Regions from separate parts of the Ovis aries genome. Here region 1 is linked to region 2. A link is a contact called in public Hi-C data. All regions are on one chromosome and are shown on one strand. The core of a region is the stretch at or near the end of the contact, and the rest is flanking DNA. Distances in the headings are between cores, read along the strand shown.

Evidence for each region. Hi-C and Micro-C count contacts between places; a contact is called where the count stands out from the background.
Region 1: a contact with region 2 is called in a Hi-C map of tail adipose tissue, with 2.0 times the contacts expected there. The contact joins the promoter of ATP6V0C here to the promoter of RNPS1 in region 2. A contact is called at or near these places in 2 of 16 Hi-C or Micro-C datasets (liver and tail adipose tissue).

What each region holds. Positions count from the first base shown.
Region 1 is chr24:2,523,655-2,526,354 of ARS-UI_Ramb_v3.0, forward strand. ATP6V0C (ATPase H+ transporting V0 subunit c) reads left to right here and starts at 1,376. Exons shown (of 3, transcript NM_001009195.1): 1 at 1,376-1,454. The coding sequence starts at 1,376.
Region 2 is chr24:2,306,187-2,309,257 of ARS-UI_Ramb_v3.0, forward strand. It overlaps RNPS1 (RNA binding protein with serine rich domain 1), which reads right to left and starts at 1,251. Exons shown (of 7, transcript XM_027961157.2): 1 at 1,192-1,251. The coding sequence starts at 1,193.

The sequences.
Region 1 (2,700 bases), core at 126-2,625, 220 kb after region 2:
GGGGAGGGCTCAAGCTGAATGGCAGCCTCCTCTCTTTGGAAACAGGAAAGAGATGGCACTCAAGGGTTGCAAGTTTGGTGCTGGAGGTGGTGCAGAGTCAGCCTCACGGTGGAGAAGAGACTATGAGGCAGGTTCCTGGTGTGGAAGATGGGTCCAGTGGGAAGGCCAGGCCAGAGGTAGTGGCCCCAGTGCCCACGTGAAGGCTGATGACTGCTATAGCTCCGGCTGTTCATGAAGCGCGCTTTAATGTCAGGGCGAGGGGTGGGGCTCAAGGGAGACCCAGGATCAGATGGCAGTCACCCAGGGCTCCTGAAATGCGCCAGATGAAAGGGCAGAGGGAACCAGAGCTGGTGGCCAGCGATAAGGCAGCCAGTCAGGGTACCAGTATACCCATATGAGATTATCAGGGCAGCCCCAGGCCCAGACGGTCTGCTAGGCTCAGAGGGAACCACTTACTGCTGTTCCAGAAACAAGGGCAGCCCTGGATTCGTGGGCTTGCTGTGGAAACAGGCAGGACAAGGGACCCCAGACGATATAGCTATCCAGGGAAGACTTCACAGGTCGTGCAGGGTTTCAAACCAACCGCGCCTACAAGCTGAGGAGTAGAGATAACCCCTCCAAAACAGCAGTCTAGGTTTGATGCAAAAGAGGACACAGATACAGAGTAGGGGCCTCCTTTTTCTCGGACGCCACGGGAGAAATCCCAAATTGCTGGACGGGTTTGGAAGAGACTGGAGACGGGGTCGACAGGGGACGGGGGTGGTTGGTGCCTCGGGACACAGGACTCCGGCTCCGCCCTCAGGTCACCCCGGAGGGTGTGAGGACGTCGAGGGTAGACCGCAGTCCTGAGTCCCTGCGGTCTGGACCGTTAGAACCCCGCGGCCGGGCTCCACTCGGAGACCGTGGAGGAACGCGACGCTCGGAACCGAAACCCCGCGGAGCGGCGCAGCCGCAGAGAAGGCGGGGCGCCGCGAGCCCCGCCCCGTATGCTAATCCAGGCGCGCCCCGCCCCGCCCCGGCCCTGCGACCGGACGGGCCCACCGCAGCGGGGTCCCAGGGGCGCCCACGGCGGCCGGCGCGAGGCGTTGCGCTGGGGTGCAGGCCGGCGGGGCGGGGCGCCCGGCGTCCCCGCCGCGGCTCCCCCCGCCCATGCGGAGTGGTGCGGGCCGCAGGGGCGGGGCCCCGGTCATGTGACGCGGCCGCGGCCGCCATTTTGTCCTGCGGTGCTGGTATTTAGAGCGCAGCGGCTGACGGGCCGGGTCGCCTTCGCAGCCTCCGGCCAGCTCGCCTCGCGCACCCCGCCGCTCGCCGCGCCCGGCCCGACCTCGCCCCGGCCTCGGTCCGCTGAACTCGCCCCCCCTCCCCACCCGCAGACATGTCCGAGGCCAAGAGCGGCCCCGAGTACGCTTCCTTTTTCGCGGTCATGGGTGCCTCAGCCGCCATGGTCTTCAGCGGTGAGCGCCGTGGCAGGAGGGACCCGGGAGACGGGGGACCCACGGGGCTCGTGCCTGTTGCTCCCCGGGGTTCGGCGTGTGATGTCATTTTGACGTAATTTCGAGCTGTTGGGGGGGGGGGTTCCCGGGTCTCACGTGACTGCGGGGGGGGGTGTTATCGGGACCCTGAGGGCTGCAGGGGCCGTCGGGTGTCTGGAGAGTGGGGCCCGCTGACTGGTCCCAGGTGTGGGTCCCAGGGGGTCCCGGACGGCCCCCTGCCAGCCGGTCTCTTCGGTGCGGGGGAGGGGCGGCGGCGTCGCTGCCATCTTAGTCCCCGGAGAGGCGGGGGCAGACCGGGGTGGGGGCCCGCGGTCCTGCGCTTGCTCCGCACCCGCCCCCCCCATCCTGCTGGCAGGTGTGACATCACGCCTCGGAAAGCTACCCCCACAAGGGGCCGGCCTTTGGGTGCTCCCTGCCGAGGTCCATGGCCCTCGCCCTTGTGGCGGCCTGCCCCCCCGCCTCCATGGGGCAGCGGGGGTGGGGGGCGTTCAGGTGGGTCTGCACTTAAACAGGTGCTTCCAGTTAGGGTTTGTCGGTGTTTCCCAACACTAGGCTGTGTGGGTTGGTAGGAAAAGCTGGATTGAGAGGTTGGTCTTGAGAGCAGGGCAGGACCTCAGAGGTGGGAGTGGAGTCTAGAGGTGGAGGTGGGTCAGACAGGCTGAGGGCGCAGGGTGGATGTCCAGGAAACAGGCCAGCCTCTGCACTGTGTGTGGACGCTTGTCTGGGTGGGCGAGTTAGCGAGGAGCCTCAGCATTGAGGTGATTGAGCTTTCTTCCTTGGGAGGAGTCTGAATGAATGAATGACCTTTCTCCCCTTTACTGAGGCCTGGAATTGGGAGGGGCTGCCCCAGGAATGGAGAAGGGGGCCTTCCAGTGTTCTAGATGACACTCTAGTTTTGAAGTGGGGTCTTAACAGTCTTCGGTGTAAAATTCAGTGGAAATTGGCCTTTCTGGGAGATGAGCACTTGGGCCCAGCCAGGGATGTGGGACTCAGAAATGAGTCCTGACCCCCCTACAGCCCCACCAACTGGTTTGGCCTGGTCTAGTCCAGGCTTCCTTGGGTTCGTCTGGCTTGGGGCTTTGATGACTCGCCCTGCCCCACCCTATCTGGGACTGGAGAGGCTTCTTGTGCAGGTATGTGCAGGGATTGAACTCCAAACAGTGTCTGCTGACTGTAAACACCAGTGGGGTGGGGGTGTGGGGACCTC
Region 2 (3,071 bases), core at 1-2,500:
CACTACACCCCACACATCATCTTTTCACCAATCAGCATACAAAATCATTAATAAAATATCCATGCTTCCCCATGCTAAGCGTGTTAAACACATCAATTTGAACTAGGTACATTTCAAGTACTCAGTAGCCACGTGTGGCCAGAGGCTACCTTATTACACAGCTGACCTAGAATACATATTCCAGGGCCCCACCCCAGTCCTAAAGATCTGCTCTTTGTAGTTTGTGAAAACAAGCACCAGCGTTTATTCTTAAAACTCAATTAAGACCAGAGTAAAGGAAGGCTTTTCTGGGTGTGGCCAGAGGGCTAGAAAGCAAAGGTTGATTATGTTTACACAAGTGCAGGTAACAGGACCGTGGTTACCTCCCCCATCCTCTGGAAAGGTGCGCGTCCAACAGCCAAAAATAGGAGAGAACAATTAGTCATATCTCGCGTACATGGCGTTTCAGCTCACATCTTCGGAGCACCTTCTCCATTTACAAGTACATTTCAGGCACAATTCATGAGAGATTGGAAAAGGCCACGCCTCTGCTCCGTCGATTTAACCTTTCCGTATCCTCTCTTTTGGGGTTACCGTCAAACTGGGCTCCAAGACATTAGGGGCCGTATCCCCAAGGGCTAGCACCGGGAACGACACACAGGAACCCCGCAGACGTTCGTGGAGTCGATGTTTGAAATTAATGGCTTCAAAGGGAGGGTCAGTCGGTCACCCAGGGGCTCCCAAAACGCATCTCGTACCCACCGGCCCCGGCCCCGGCCCCGCACGCGACCTCAGCACCCCGCGTCCGCGTTCACTCACAACTCCCCAGTCCAGGAGCCGGGCCGCGGGCGCTTCCAGGGCAGGGCCCGGCGTTGCGGGCCTGGGTTTCCAGCCCGGTGAGAGGGCCCGGACGGCGGAGGCCGAGTTCCCGGCCGCTCCGAATCCCGCGGGCCTCACTGGTCCCGCTGCAGAGCCGAGGAAACGAGGGCGCCCTTCCGCCCGCCGCGGCCCCGACCACTTCCGGGCCGCAGCTTCGGCGCCTCCCACTCAGCCCGCCCCGGGCCACATTCTTTCTTCTCAAACCCGGAGCGACGCCACAGGCCCCACCGTCACCACCACGTGGCCAAGGAGCAGGCCGGCTCCACGATGCGCCCCGCCGAACATGGCGGGCGGGTCCCAAAGCTCGGATGGGGTCGGATTCCCGGTACTTACATCTTCCCGCCGCCGCGACCTCCTCCCGCTCTTCTCAGCCTCAGAGGGCGGCGCGGCTCTGGCGTCAGGATTAGGGAGCGGGAAGGAGCGGTCGTCCGGCGCGCAGCGATGACGTCGAGCCCCTCGGCCAATGGGCGCGAGCGAGAGTGTTAAAGGGCCAAGGCCTGTTTAGGAAGAGACGCGTCGGGGCGCTTACTCTGGAGGGTCGACCGGGGCTCCCCCGGGCGGGCTGCACGCCTCGTGGGGCCATCAAGCTGGCAGCTCTCTGGGGCTGCGAGGGCTACTTCGTGAGAGCAGTTTGCTGGCTGGCGCGGAGAGGGTTAAGGCGGCCGCGGGCCCGCCCCTCTCCGTGCGCATGCGCACCGGGCGGGCTGCGGGCCTGGTGGCGTCCCAGGTCGCTGGGCTCCCGACCCGGCTGCTACGTGGAGGGTCCCGGGCGGCCCGGCGGCGGGGTTGGAGAAAGGGTGCACAGGTGCTGCACGCTCTGGCGGCTTGCCGTGGGCACCCGTAGGGCGGTGGTGGCTTCGCGAGCAGGGCAGTTGCGGGGATGGGTTCGTGCAGTTACCGCTCATGGCGTGAGGGGTGATGCTGCAGGCGCAGATTCTGTGCCGGCGGAATTGTACCAGGAGGACAAGGCAGCGGGTAGTGCAGCCAGAACGAGCGGGCTGCAGAAGGCAGGGTGGAAGACAGTGTGCAGAAGGGAACGCGCCTCCGAGGCGCTGACCCTGCCGCTGAGGCCTGCAGTAGAAGGGCATGTCCGGCAGAAGGAACAAATGGTGCGAAGGCTCCTTGGAAGAAACCGGGGCTAGGAAGGTGGAGTCTAGCGTTTGGAGGAACAGAGAACCTGTGCAACATACGGCGCCAAGGCTTCATCCTGCACTGTCAGAGCCTTCTGGCAAAGGCAGGAAGCTGAGAGTTAGAGGCCCAGGACCAGGCAGGAGGCTGTCGGAGTAAAACCCGGCGCTGAGGGGGCCAGGGCTTGCGGATGTGTTTACCGCTGTGTCCCTCCCCTCTCCGAGCAGCGCCTGGCAGGCAGTCAACGTTTCGTGACTGTTAGTAGGGGGAGCGGAGAAGGCAATGGCACCCCACTCCAGTACTCTTGCCTGGAAAATCCCATGGACGGAGGAGCCTGGTGGGCCGCAGTCCATGGGGTCGCTAAGAGTCAGACACGACTGAGCGACTTCACTTTCACTTTTCTCTTTCATGCATTGGAGAAGGAAATGGCAACCCACTCCAGTGTTCTTGCCTGGAGAATCCCAGGGACGGGGGAGCCTGGTGGGCTGCCGTCTATGGGGCTGCACAGAATCGCACATGACTGAAGCGACTTAGCAGCAGCAGCAATGGGGGGAGAGAAGGTGCGCTCCCACTCTTGATGGGCATGTGAACAGGTAGGTCCCACAAGGAAGAGAAAGGAACAGATTCAAGGCCCTCGTGGGGGAAGGAACCAGTGTAGCTTGGAGATGGATCAAATATCAGGGGAAAAGACAAGACAGACCAACATGGGGCTTGGTGGCTCCGGATGGATGGATGGATCTGTGATTGAAATCGAGTCACTGCTTTTTTCTCCATGTAGTTTTCCCAGCCAGTGGATGGTGGCCCCTTCCCTTAATCCAGTTCCTCTGGCCCTGTCCAAGGTGTCAAGTGTGCCCCTAAAACTAGCCTGGGCTGAGGGGCATCTGAGGAGTTGGGGATGGAAGACAGTTCCGGGGGTGGGGGGGTGGGCAGCCTGCCTTTTGTGTCCTCTGCCTTGGCACCAGCATCCCTGGGTGGTGGGGGTTGGCGGTCAGTCCGGGTCCCTGTTCCCCTCTGCATTTAGGTTTGGGGAGGGGGGTCTGGGAAGGCTTGGAATCCAGAGCCTTTGCCCAGGGACACAGTGACAC